Regions from separate parts of the Mus musculus genome. Here region 1 is linked to region 2. The links are chromatin contacts, called in public HiChIP or PLAC-seq maps. All regions are on one chromosome and are shown on one strand. Each heading gives the region's core, a stretch centred on a gene start, on an enhancer-like site or on the middle of the called end of the contact. The rest is flanking DNA. Distances are from core to core; before and after follow the strand shown. Region 1 holds the start of Il6st (interleukin 6 signal transducer). Region 2 overlaps Gpbp1 (GC-rich promoter binding protein 1).

Region 1 (5,802 bases), core at 2,734-5,233, 1.0 Mb before region 2:
TACTGTGAAGACATGTAACTTCAACTATTACCTTGCCTTCACACCAAATTCAAGAATTCTGGCTGGCTTGAATCGTCAATTCTAGTTATACATCATCTTAGATATTCTGCCTCTGATGCAAATCAATGTAATAAATCTCCCCCCAAAAATACCTACTTACACATCAACTACACATACCGGCACCCTGTATCAACAGTGTTATCAGTTTTATCACAGAAATGTATTACCCCCTCACATACCTATAAACCACTCAACGTTATCAGCTGCCTCAGTCAGTCAAGTTGGCTCTTCTCTTGTCTTATAACTTGACTTTTCTGTTACAATCTCATCCAGACTTCTCGTCTGTCTCGATGCACTGGACTGATCACAGCACTTACCACAGCTCCCAGCCCCTCCTCTGCCACAACCTCCTCCTGGACCTGAGCACAGCACAGTGCTGCACTCCCAGCTCCTGTCCTCCCAGAGCGAGGTTCAGAAGCACTGTTTAAAAGCCAGCACCTACCAGAGAACCCAAGAGCTGCTTTCATCACCTGCACTGTCCAACCGCTCTCCAATGTTCAACTTTATTTAAAAATACCAGCCGGGCGTGGTGGGTGGCTCACGCCTTTAATCCCAGCACTCAGGAGGCGGAGGCAGGCGGATGTCTGAGTTTGAGGCCAGCCTGGTCTACAAAGTGAGTTCCAGGTCAGCCAGGGCTACACAGAGAAGCCCTGTCTCGAAAAACCAACCAAAAAAAAAAAAAAAAACAAAAAACAAAAAAACAAAAAACAAAACAAAAAACCAATAATAGAGAGGACAGCATAGTTGACAAAGCTCTTGCTTACAATGTGGAAAGGCCCTTTCACAATGTTCCACCCCCAGCCCACCACATAAATAAAACTCTATGCTTAGATGTCTTTCTCTCAAACCATCATGCTATTATTCGGGAGAAAATTACAAGCAAGTTGGCTTTTTATTCCAATTATGCTGAAATGACTCTTTTCGTTTTCCAACTGCAAAGCAAATATTTAAGCTCCTCATTTTGCGTGGCCTCAGCATCAGGTCTTACCTTTCACAGTTCCCAGGGCAGCCACATCTAGAGGGTGAGCTCAGGTTACCACAAACCTCCAGCACACCTTCTTGATGGGAGTGTGTGCCTGTACCCGGGCTATAGTTTGCTTCTACGGTGCCAGTGCCCTGCTGACTCTGCCTTGTTCCACTGTTTATAACCCAAACGGACATCTCTTCTGTGGGATTTCCCCCACATTCACAGACATCTGTGTTCCCAGGGCCCTTTCAGAGTTCCCTAAGAGGATTCACCGTGTAGCACTGGAGTTACACAACTTCACATGCTGAGACTCTTGAGGCACTTAGGGAACAACTAAAAGAACGTTTAGTTTGCACATGTATGTCCGTATGTAAGTGCTACTGACAGAGAATGTGCGTGTATGCAGCCTGAAGGTGCACCCAGGGCCTGGCACATGCTAGGCATGCACTCGACTACTGGCTACATTCCCAGCGTAAACATGAGCTTTAAAACACCTAATATAGTCACTTTACTCTGCCATTCATATATTCGGTATGAAAAAGAACGTATTACAGTTAAGGGCTCAGACAGAGCTCAGGAAATCTATGTATAAATATAGAATCTGATAATAACGTGTTCGCCTTTGTATAAAAGGGGCGAGTAAGACCTACTATTTAATAAGGCTTTGAAGGGCACATGAACATAAGCCAAATGTTCTGTGACTGACATACCAAGTTGCCTAAGCAGTAGATAGTAAACTGAATATATTGTGGTAACGGCACATGGTAGTCCTTTACTTTGTCCCATGGTCCCGTTCTAGCCGCAGTTCTACATCCGGATTTCGATCTCTCTAGTTTCCTCTTTACCCAAACCTTAACCAGGTTCCCAGGCTGACCTCTGGGAACCCCACTGAATATTTCAATTCCAATCCCTAAACACCCACAGTACTTTCTGTATCACTCATTATTTCATTGAAACTACTCCCGTATCCGAGTAGTTTTTCACACAGTTTGTTTACCCGATTTTGTAAACTGAAAAACCTAGGTGCTATCTCAGGCATCTTTTATAAATTCCAGAGCAGGCTGAATGCTTACTAAAATCATCTCACCAGAAACCTCACCTGTGATCAATCCACGTTTGCAATCAAAGATGAGGAGAAAGCTTTAAGAACTTCCTGCTTCCTTAGCAGACAAGTTGCAAATGTACCAGGGCCAGGTGAAGCAAATGTGTGGCAAAATGACACCTGAGATCACTTCCAGGGAAAACCCCTTCCTGCTCCCACTGCAGGGTTGTGGACAACACTCAACTCCCCAGACCAAACTGTAGGAATGCGATAAGAGATCCATCAACACAACAGTTTGTAGGCACAGGCTTTGGAGCCATGTTTTTTGAGCCTGTTCCCTTTTCTAGAAGGTAGATATTGTAACACCCACTTCATAGGTATATAATAATCAGTATTCATTCTAGCACTGAACTGAAATGCCACATTCTCTTAGGAAAAACTATTTCAAAATGAAAACACAAAGTCATAAATAAAACAGAACAAAATGCCCAGTTACATAAGAATGTTGCTTTAAATGAGCGGGTAACAGTATTTGTAATATTCTAAATCACTAATGCCAACAATACAAATTTCTACTATAAAGTTTATCCTTAGCTGACCTTTCCCCCACTGTAATTTTTTCTCTCTCTTTCTCTTGTGAGTAGAAGCAAATGAACACACACACACCCCACCCCCAGAAACCTGTGGAAAACAGAATTTAACCGACTAGCAGATTAGTCCTACAAATGTAGCATTCCAGATCAGAGCTCAAAAATAATTCCCAATGATAAATATAAACACAAACTTGGAAAATTAAGACGATGACGATCATCCCCTGATAATGTGTCAGTAATTTCAAATTAAGAGTCGTTCCAACTGGAAGCTGGCAGTCAGTCAGTCACACACGGTCTAAAAGAGTTTGTTTACAACACTGACCAGACCAAAGATTTTTCAGAAGATTCGCGCTGACATTCCAGCACTCACTGACTACTTTTAAGCAGTACAGCTGCTGTAATGTCCAATAACTATACAAATTAAGCCAAAACGAGTTTCTTCTTAATGGAAAAATGACAAGAACAGAAGTGGACCAAGCCCTTTATATTATGTTTGCTTTGAGTTTCTGAATTTTGGTTGTTCATCCAAAAGAGAGCCCCCTGCCAGCTGGAGAAGGGGACACGTTTACGCTTAGGGGAGGAGGTGAAAATCTAAAGACCGATGATGGGCTTGCTCTCGGGATGTAAAGGCACGCGGGATTTATTAGGAAGGGTACGGACCGAAGGGAAAGTTAATATTTATAAACACTGGACTTTCATTAACGCCTAAATGTTAAGATGTCTGGGTGAAAAGTTCGCTCTGGATTAAGAAACATCAAGAGCAGGGAACGGTAGCATTTCACGGGACACAGAAGACCACACTTTCTAGGGCCATGTCCAGAGTAGGATCAGGGAGCACGGCACGGGAACTGGAAGAACGCAGGACGCGGTCACCCAGGACGCGCGATCCCGAGAGGACTTTGGGGCGGGGGCTTCGGAACTGTGCGTCAGGAACGCGGCTGGAGAAGGCGGGTGACAACATCAGGGAAGTCGGAGCCCGGAGCGGGGAGGGAAGGAATGCGGGGATTCCCAGGCCAGCCCGACCAGCTCCGGGCGTGCGCTCGGCGCCGGTCCAGCCCGGCCCCGCTGGGCCTCGGGTGCCAGGTGGCGGCCGCTCCAGGCAACCCGCACCCTCCCGCGCCGGGGCCCTGTTCTTCTCACCTTCCGGACGCGAGCCTCGCCGCTCCTGAGCGTCCCTCAGCCCCGCGGATCCCGGCCCACACCACCGGTCCCTCAGCGGAGCCGCAGCCCGGATGGCTCGAAGCTCTGGCCTCCCGACCGCACACGCCACCCTCCGTCCGCCGCTGACCCGGGCTCTCCTAGCTCCGCCCCCCACGGCCCCGCCCCCCGGAGCCAGAGACCGCGAGCTCATTGGCTCTGGTCAGTCTCGGAGCGCGCGGCCATTGGCTCCGGGTCGCCGGAGACGAAGGGGCGGGACTGCAGGCCTCTGCGATTCCCGTAACGCGGCTCCCGGCGTCCGGGATTCCGGAGGCTGAGCCTGGTCGCCTTTCCTAGACTAGATCGAAGGCTTCCCCGCCGCACTTGGGTGGGTGGCCGGAACGGAAAGTTCCATTTTCTCTAGGGTAATGGGTCGCGGACAGCAACCCAGGTGCCTCCCGCGACCCCTCTCCCCGGACCTCGGCTGTCTCCCTGGGCTGTCTTCCCCAGAGGGCCTGCGAGCCTCCGGCGACTGCTAGGAGGCCCTTGGGACTCTGGAGGCAAGGGAACTCCCTGGGGACAGGGCAGGACTTAGTGGCCCTGACTGTACTCGCCCATAGTGACCGCTTCGGACCCAGGCTTAAGTAAACGAACCTTGCTACTGTGCAATTTTTGTTGTTGTTAGTAAATGAGTTTGGGTGTCATTGATTGATCCGTGAACTGGTGACCTGCCAAGAAACTGTTATCTTTTTGCGGTTTGAGTCGCCTGATGTGTGATTAGAAATACCAAGGAAAAACCTATTTCATTGTAATCCACCACCCTTCCCTTGATTGGAAAACGACCTTAAGGCTGCAATGTGCGTGAGTGCACGTGTGTGATGTGTGTATGTGTGTAGTGTGTATACAAGCAAGTTGAGAAACTTAAAAGATAAGGGATGTGTAACTGTAAAGAAACACTCCAATTTGCATTGGTTATCTTTTACTGAGCACGGAGCCCGCCCTTGGAGTGCAATTGATATAATATATAATCAGTGTAACTCCACTGATGGAAATTGATTTTCTCATTCCCAACATCTACCTTTTGTTTTGCTCTAAAGGAGACAAATGACAGGAAGCTGGACGGATGGAGGGGTGTGTGGGAGAAGTTGAGGGAACAGCAAAAAAAAAAAAAAAATCTGGTAAAAATATACTGTATACAATTCCCAATAAAAAACTTTTAAAAGTGAAGAAATGACTCAAAAAAAAAAAAAAAGAGAGAAGGCTAGAGACTTTTGGAAGAAAGGCTAACATAATGATTTGCAGAGCAAACAAATACCCATTAATTAGTCATTGTAAAGTTCTTTGTTATATTGACAATTCAGATGAGATCAAATGGATCAAACTGCAGTCTTGCTCTCTGCCCCTCCCTCCCCCTTTTCTTGCCTCTGTTGCATCTCTATACCCCCAGCTCTGAATTATGACCCCTTAGCTGTTGGTCAGCTAGTTTGAAAAAACACTGCCAAGGGCCTGGCTAAAAGAGTCTCAAACACACTAGTGGTTGATGTGCTGAAGCTAAAGATGTGTTTGTCTCTTGCTCAGGGTGTGACAAGATCGAATGGAGGGAAAAGACTTGTAAGGGCCTTTGTTCAATTGAAGACCTTACAAAGGTGCTTAGTAGGTCTGCTGAACGACTATTTAAATGCAAATCCTACGGTTGTTACTTCCCATTGCTGTGACCTTGGAAAAGTCTTGAGTTTCTTCATCTGCAAAATGAGGAGGACGGTTCTGACCTGCTAAGTTGCAAGAATGAACTTATTTAAAACAGCGAGAGGGTTTGACGCACTGTTCAGTAAATATCAGGTGTCCTCGAATGACTCCTCTGCCATCGCACCTCAGTAGACCTTTCTGCATTACAGCATTTATTTAAAAGTTTGTTTATCTGAGGTGGTTGTGGATAGAAGGAGGTGAATGTTTTATAATGGATTCACCTGCCTTGGACCATGGGTGGGGAATCCGAAGGCCTA
Region 2 (6,015 bases), core at 2,336-4,835:
TTTGCAGAAATCCACCTGCCTCTGCCTCTCTGCCTCTCTGCCTCTCTGCCTCTGCCTCCCAAGTGCTGGGATCAAAGGGGTGTGTGTGTTTCTTTATCAGCTGGACAGTTAAGAATACTTGATTCCCTTCTCATTGTCCCAAATGTTTTGTCAGCTCCTATAGTAAAAGAAGTAGAAATGTGGTCCTAGCAAAAGCAGTAAGTTTCATTATCTTAGTTAGTCTTCGCTTTGGGTTAAGTGGTTCTCAATGATTAGGATTAAGTAAAAATGCCAGGCTTAAGGACAGTTATCTTTGTTATAGTCAAGACTGTATCAGAAAAGCCAGTGAATAGAGAGAAAGAAATAATTAATGTTTACTTGAAGTACTGGTTTTGAAGCAGTACAGTGTGGTACATAATAATTTGGGAGGCAGAAAATTAAAATTTTTTGTTTTGCTGTGAAGTAAGCAGATTGTTTTATATAGATGACTTGTAATTCTTACTCTGTAAAATAGGAATAGCATGTTAGATACTATTTAGGACTCATGAGTACTAATAAATTCTTTGAGACCTTGAAAAAAAATCTCTGAAATCTATAATAACTTGGTATGTGATAGATGCAAATTGTAAGATAGGCAAATAGAAATATCAGAAATACTTTTAAGGAGTGGAGTGCGTTTTTTAAAAAATTGCCTTAAAATTGGCCTTAAAAGAAGCAGAACATTTAAAGTTAGTGCCTCATGTGTGGTATGCTTGCCCAAGTCATAACAGTTAGTTCTCTGTTAGTCTTCTTAGCTTTCTTTTCCTAAAATGGAAGCATTTTCTTTCCACTATAGCTATATAAGTTGAGAGGTTTTCCGTTACTGTTGCACATAATTACTCTGTTTTAGATTGAATTGTGTCCTGAGGATGGTGACATACATTCAACATAGATAGCTGTTGCAGAGTGAAGTATAGATGAGACTTACACGCTCTCAAGTGGAAGTCCTAATGATTAGTTGAGAATTTGTTGGATTGTGGTGGCATTTAAGAAGCAGCAAAAGTGGCATTATTACTACTGTTGCTACAAGGATTTGTCATTTTTATTTTTGACTCTCCCTGTTGCATATTTCCAGCTTAGAGAACCTTGTCCCTAAAGATCTAAGCAATTAGGCAGTTCATTCTTTCTTATTACCAAATATGGTTTACTTGATCAATAACTCATTTTTAAGAAAATAAACTCAGAAGTTATTTTGTATCTTGGGGACTGTATATAATAGATTGTGGATCATGTTTTCTTCTATATAGGATAAAGGTAATAATTACACAACCTAGGTGTAGCTCTAAATTAAGCATGTTTTCCTTCTTTGCAGATTATTAAAAGAAATGGGCTGGCAGGAAGACAGTGAAAATGATGAAACATGTGCTCCCTTAACTGAGGATGAAATGAGAGAATTCCAAGTTATTAGTGAACAGGTAAGAACATCTGAGCCTAACCAAATCACAGGGAAACATGGCTGGTGGGACAGTTTAAATTTTATTTGTTTAGAAATTTACTATCCATCACACTACATAGGCCAGAATTCCCTTTGAGACAAATCTGCAGTGACTTCTTGTGTATTCAGTATCTAGGTGAACAAAATGCTTCCAAAGTCTTGTTTTCCAAACTTTTGATTTGGTTATATGACATGAGTGACAAATTTTAATTAACTTTGTCTTTGATCCTTTGAAAAAAGAATATTTAATATACTAAACTATCTTGTTTTTGGTCTCTATCCTTTACTTTTGAGTTATTAGGAAATATTTGCTAGAGCATTATTTTTCTTAATCCATAATAGATTAAAAAATAGTTACCATATATAACTGATTTTCTATACAGAAATACTATGGTCGGTATTGTGACCTTTAGAAACATTGCCTAAATATTTTGAATGGAGTCATTCATGAAGCAGTCATAATAATTTGAGTGTAGACTTTATCCTCATTGTACTTTCAAAAATTGCATTAAAACTACATAAAATTTACTGATCCCCCCCCCCCCCCCAGTGGCTTAAATATATTTTTTGTTTGCAACTATCACCACCATCCATTTCCAACAAAAAAGTTGGGCCCTGGTTATGATAATAGGTCAAGGCACTTACCACCAAACCTGAAAACCTGACTTTGATACTCAAAATCCACATGGTGGCGTGCTGTAGGGATGGCTCAGTAGCTAAGAGCATTGGCTGTTCTTCCAGAGGAACTGAGTTCAATTCCCAGCACTTAATAATTCCAGTTCTAGGGGCTCTGGCATCCCCACACAGATATACATGCAAACAAAAGATCACATAAAAACAAATTTAAAAAAATTCACATGATGGAAGGATAGAACTGACCACAAGTGAATTACATATGTGTTGCATACACATATGACACACAGACTGATAGACACACTTTATAAAGGAAAATTTTATGGGTTACATGATGACCAAGTAGGTAAAGGTACTTGACACAAAGTCTGAAGACCTGTGTTGGATCACTAGGACCTGCTGGGTAGGAGAGAACCGAGCCCGTGTGTATTGTCCTCCATCACATGTACATTTTATAGTAGATCTATCTAGGGACTGCAGAGATGGTTCAGTGTTAAGAGCTTTTTGCAGAGGACCCATGTTCACTTCCCAGTACTCACTCTGGGTATCTTGACAATGGCCTATAGGCATGTATGCAACTCCAGTAATGGGACTCCATTGCTGCTTCTGACCTCTTCTGACCTCTTCTGGGTACTAGGCATGTCATAGTGCACAGATGTTCATGCAAGAACTCACACATGCACATTAAACAAAAATAATTTAGAAATAACAATATAAGAAAGCTTTCAGAGAGACCCTTATGCTATTTTCCCGTGGAATATACCATTTTACACTTCTTGCTAACAGTACAGGAGTTCCAGTTTCTCTTCTTCATACTTTTCTATGTGTCTTTCTCTTACAGTATAAGTGGTAACTTAGTAGTTTCAGTAAATGTCTCTCTAATGACTAGTGTCTTAGTTACTTTCCTATTGCTGTGATAAGATACTATGGCCAAGGGCACTCATGGTAGGGATAGTTTATTTGGAATTCATAGTTTTTTTCAGGGGTTTAGAGTTCATGATGAGGATGGTAGGGGATAGGGTGGCAGGTAGGCATGGTTGTCCTGGAGCAGTAACTCAGAGCTTACATCCTTACATTAAAATAGAAAGGGGTGGGGGAGGAGGGGAGGGTGGAGAAAGAAACTGAGAGTGACATGCATTTTTTTTTATTTAAACCTCAAAGCCCAGCCCCAGTGGCCCACGTTGTACTCCAACAATGCTATACTTGTTAATCCTCCCAAACGTTTCAGCAGCTGGGACCTTCAAATTTAATTGGGTACTCTCATTCAATCTACCACGATGAAATTTGATCTTTTCATGGGCTTGAATTCCATTTGTGTAACTTAACTTCTTTGGGTAAATTTCTATTCAAATGATGTTTTTTTTTCCTAGCTCACTCTTCCACCCACCCCATGCTGGAGGTCATACCCAAGGCCAACCCATGTCATATCACTGCGACATCCTCCACTCCCTTCCATCTATGTGTGTGTGTGTGCCAGCAAAGGTCATTGACTCCTTTAGAACTGGAGTTAGTTATGCTTGTGAGCCACCATGTGGATAAATAACTAGAACCTCTGTCCCCTGGAAGAGCAGCCAGTGCTTTTCATTTTAACCTTTGAGTCACCTCTATCAGATTTTGTCATTGAGTTTTTTTATATGTTGTAAACATTAGGCCTTTTTATCTTGTTGACTGGGGGAAGGGATGGTGTGGCAGGATCAAGACTGGAGCCTTGTACATGCTGGGCAAAAAGCACCCTAGCTTTTGGTTGTAGCTCAGTTTATGAAAATACTTTGATTTAGTCTGATTTATTTATTTATTTAAGGTTTTTGGTGCTTGTACTTTGGATTAAACTTTTGAAGCTTTTCGTCTCTTTCAAGTTTTAGATCTTAGTGTTTAGGTTTTCTTTTTATAATAGTATACACTAAAGGTCCAACCTTACATGGGTATTAAGGGGCTTTTGGTGTTACTGTGACCGAGTGTTGACAACTTAAGGATAGGAGGCTATGGCGTGAGCAATGTGGCTATTTATTTATTTATTTATTTATTTATTTATTTATTTCTGATCTGGCCAGGCCCAGTGAGATCGATGGCTTAGCAGATAAACACAGTTGCCATCAAACCTGGTAACTTGAGTTTGACCCTTTGGTATAAGGAGAGAACCTACTAAATGCTATAAAAATTTTTTAAATAGATAAGTAGCAGGTACCCAAGCTACACTTGGGTTTCATTTCTGGGCTCTCCATTTCTTTGGTCTGTCAGTTTGAGTCTTTTTTTTTTTTTTTTAAATTAAAAAAAATAAAGACAGGCTTTAGCACTGGTTGCCTTGTAGTCTGGGAGGATGACCTTCAACTTAGGTTGGGTTTCTTGGTGTGCTGAAATAGCAGGCTTATTCTATTTACCATGCCTAGTTCATGCAGTGGTGAGGATCACTAAGCAGTGCTGGCCAGGCAAATACTCTGCATTTGTTAAGTTTTAACTACACTGTTTTTAGAACTATTTTTGTGGTAATTTTTAAAAGTCAGGAAGGTCTCATAACTTTGCTTTAAAAGATTGTTTTGTGGTCTCTTCATATTCCATGTAAATTTTATAGTGAATTTTCTTTGACTCTCTATATCTCTCTCCCCACCCCCTCCCAAGACAGGGTTTCTTTGCTGTGTCCCTGGCTGCCCTGAAATTCGCTCTGTAGACCAGACTGACCTTGAACTCAGATTCACCTGCTTCTACTCCCCAAGTGCTGGCATTGAAAGTGCATGCCACTATTGTCTGGCTTCTCTATATCTATTTTAAAAAAACCCTTTTATATTAATATATGTAAATTACAACTAGTGGTTTCATGGTGAGATTTTTATACGTGCATGTAGTAAGTTTGATCATATCCCTACCCAATCCTTACTCTTTTGTCTACCCTGCCCTGTTCTAGTAGAAGGTTGGATTCCCCCTTTCCTGCTGCCCCTTAACAAATGCCATTGTTTCAAATGGGATTTCGTTGAATCTGTAAACATTTGGGGTAATGTTTATATCTTAGCAAAGTTAAATCTTCCAAACTATGAGCATGGGATGGATGGTTTGGTGTGGGTTTGGAGTATATCAGATTTTAAACCTCTTTGTGAACTTTAATCATTGTACAAATGGAATTGACTTCTAATCAGTTTTCATTTAGTTGTTATCAGTGTTCATTCTTTTAGAAACATCTGACTTTTCTGTGCTGATTTTTATATACTGTAACCTTGTTATATTAAATCAATATTTCTTAGATGTTTTCCATTTGCCTTTGTAGTCAGTCTTTATATCCAGTCCAGGCCCTGGCATCCACTTACTCATGTGGTGTCTGTTGTACGGAAGTTAGCTCCTCTCTACAGTACATGATGCTAAGCTAGCGCTCTACAGCTAAGCTACCTCCATCTGGAACACTTGGAGTTTAAAGAAAAGTATCATCGAAAATGTACCTAGTACTCTTGCTATGGGTAGTATTCCGAAGATAGTATATTACCAAGATAATTGACTCTAACACCGTGTGATAACTGAGGCAGGTAGCTAAACCATTTTGATAATAAAATAACTAAGATACTATTTTCCCATATTGTGAATTTGAAGCTAGTAAAACATACATAGAGTCTATATTTTTGAACTAATGATAAAAGCATGTTTATGTTAAATACTATGAAACATTTGATAACTAGGTACCCGAAAAATTAAAGATATTGTTTATAAAAAGAATTAGTATTATTCCTGATAACAGAGTTGGAACTTAATGGTTCTGGGTTTAAACATTCTTTCAGCAAATATATACTGAGTGCTCAGATATGTTTAAATGTCTAGAGTTGCACTCCTTTCTCCAGTTAGTGAGAATATATAAATTCCTATGTAAATCAGGTTGTGATAATAGTTCTAAATGTTGCTGATGAGGACCAAAGAGGAGTGAGTGGGGTGATGGAGAAATGCAAAATGAA

The links. HiChIP or PLAC-seq counts read pairs in DNA pulled down with a chosen protein or histone mark.
Region 1: an H3K27ac HiChIP or PLAC-seq map of hepatocytes shows a contact between it and region 2, with 6 times the contacts expected there. The contact joins the promoter of Il6st here to the enhancer-like site in region 2. A contact is called at or near these places in 8 of 39 promoter capture datasets (3T3-L1-derived adipocytes, the HPC-7 cell line, cranial neural crest and 4 more), 1 of 484 Hi-C or Micro-C datasets (liver) and 2 of 115 datasets of contacts at active chromatin or transcription factors (hepatocytes and pro-B cells).

What each region holds. Positions count from the first base shown.
Region 1 is chr13:112,462,251-112,468,052 of GRCm38.p6, reverse strand. It overlaps Il6st (interleukin 6 signal transducer), which reads right to left and starts at 3,983. Exons shown (of 17, transcript NM_010560.3): 1 at 3,803-3,983.
Region 2 is chr13:111,428,966-111,434,980 of GRCm38.p6, reverse strand. Gpbp1 (GC-rich promoter binding protein 1) reads left to right here. Exons shown (of 13, transcript NM_028487.5): 12 at 1,331-1,433. Among named protein-coding and RNA genes, the nearest start is that of Gpbp1, 58 kb to the left of the region's middle. Within about 2 kb of position 3,585, at least 7 of the 459 cell types and tissues checked have an H3K27ac peak or open chromatin away from gene starts, as enhancers often do. A contact at or near this core is called in hepatocytes and liver, where this site is marked.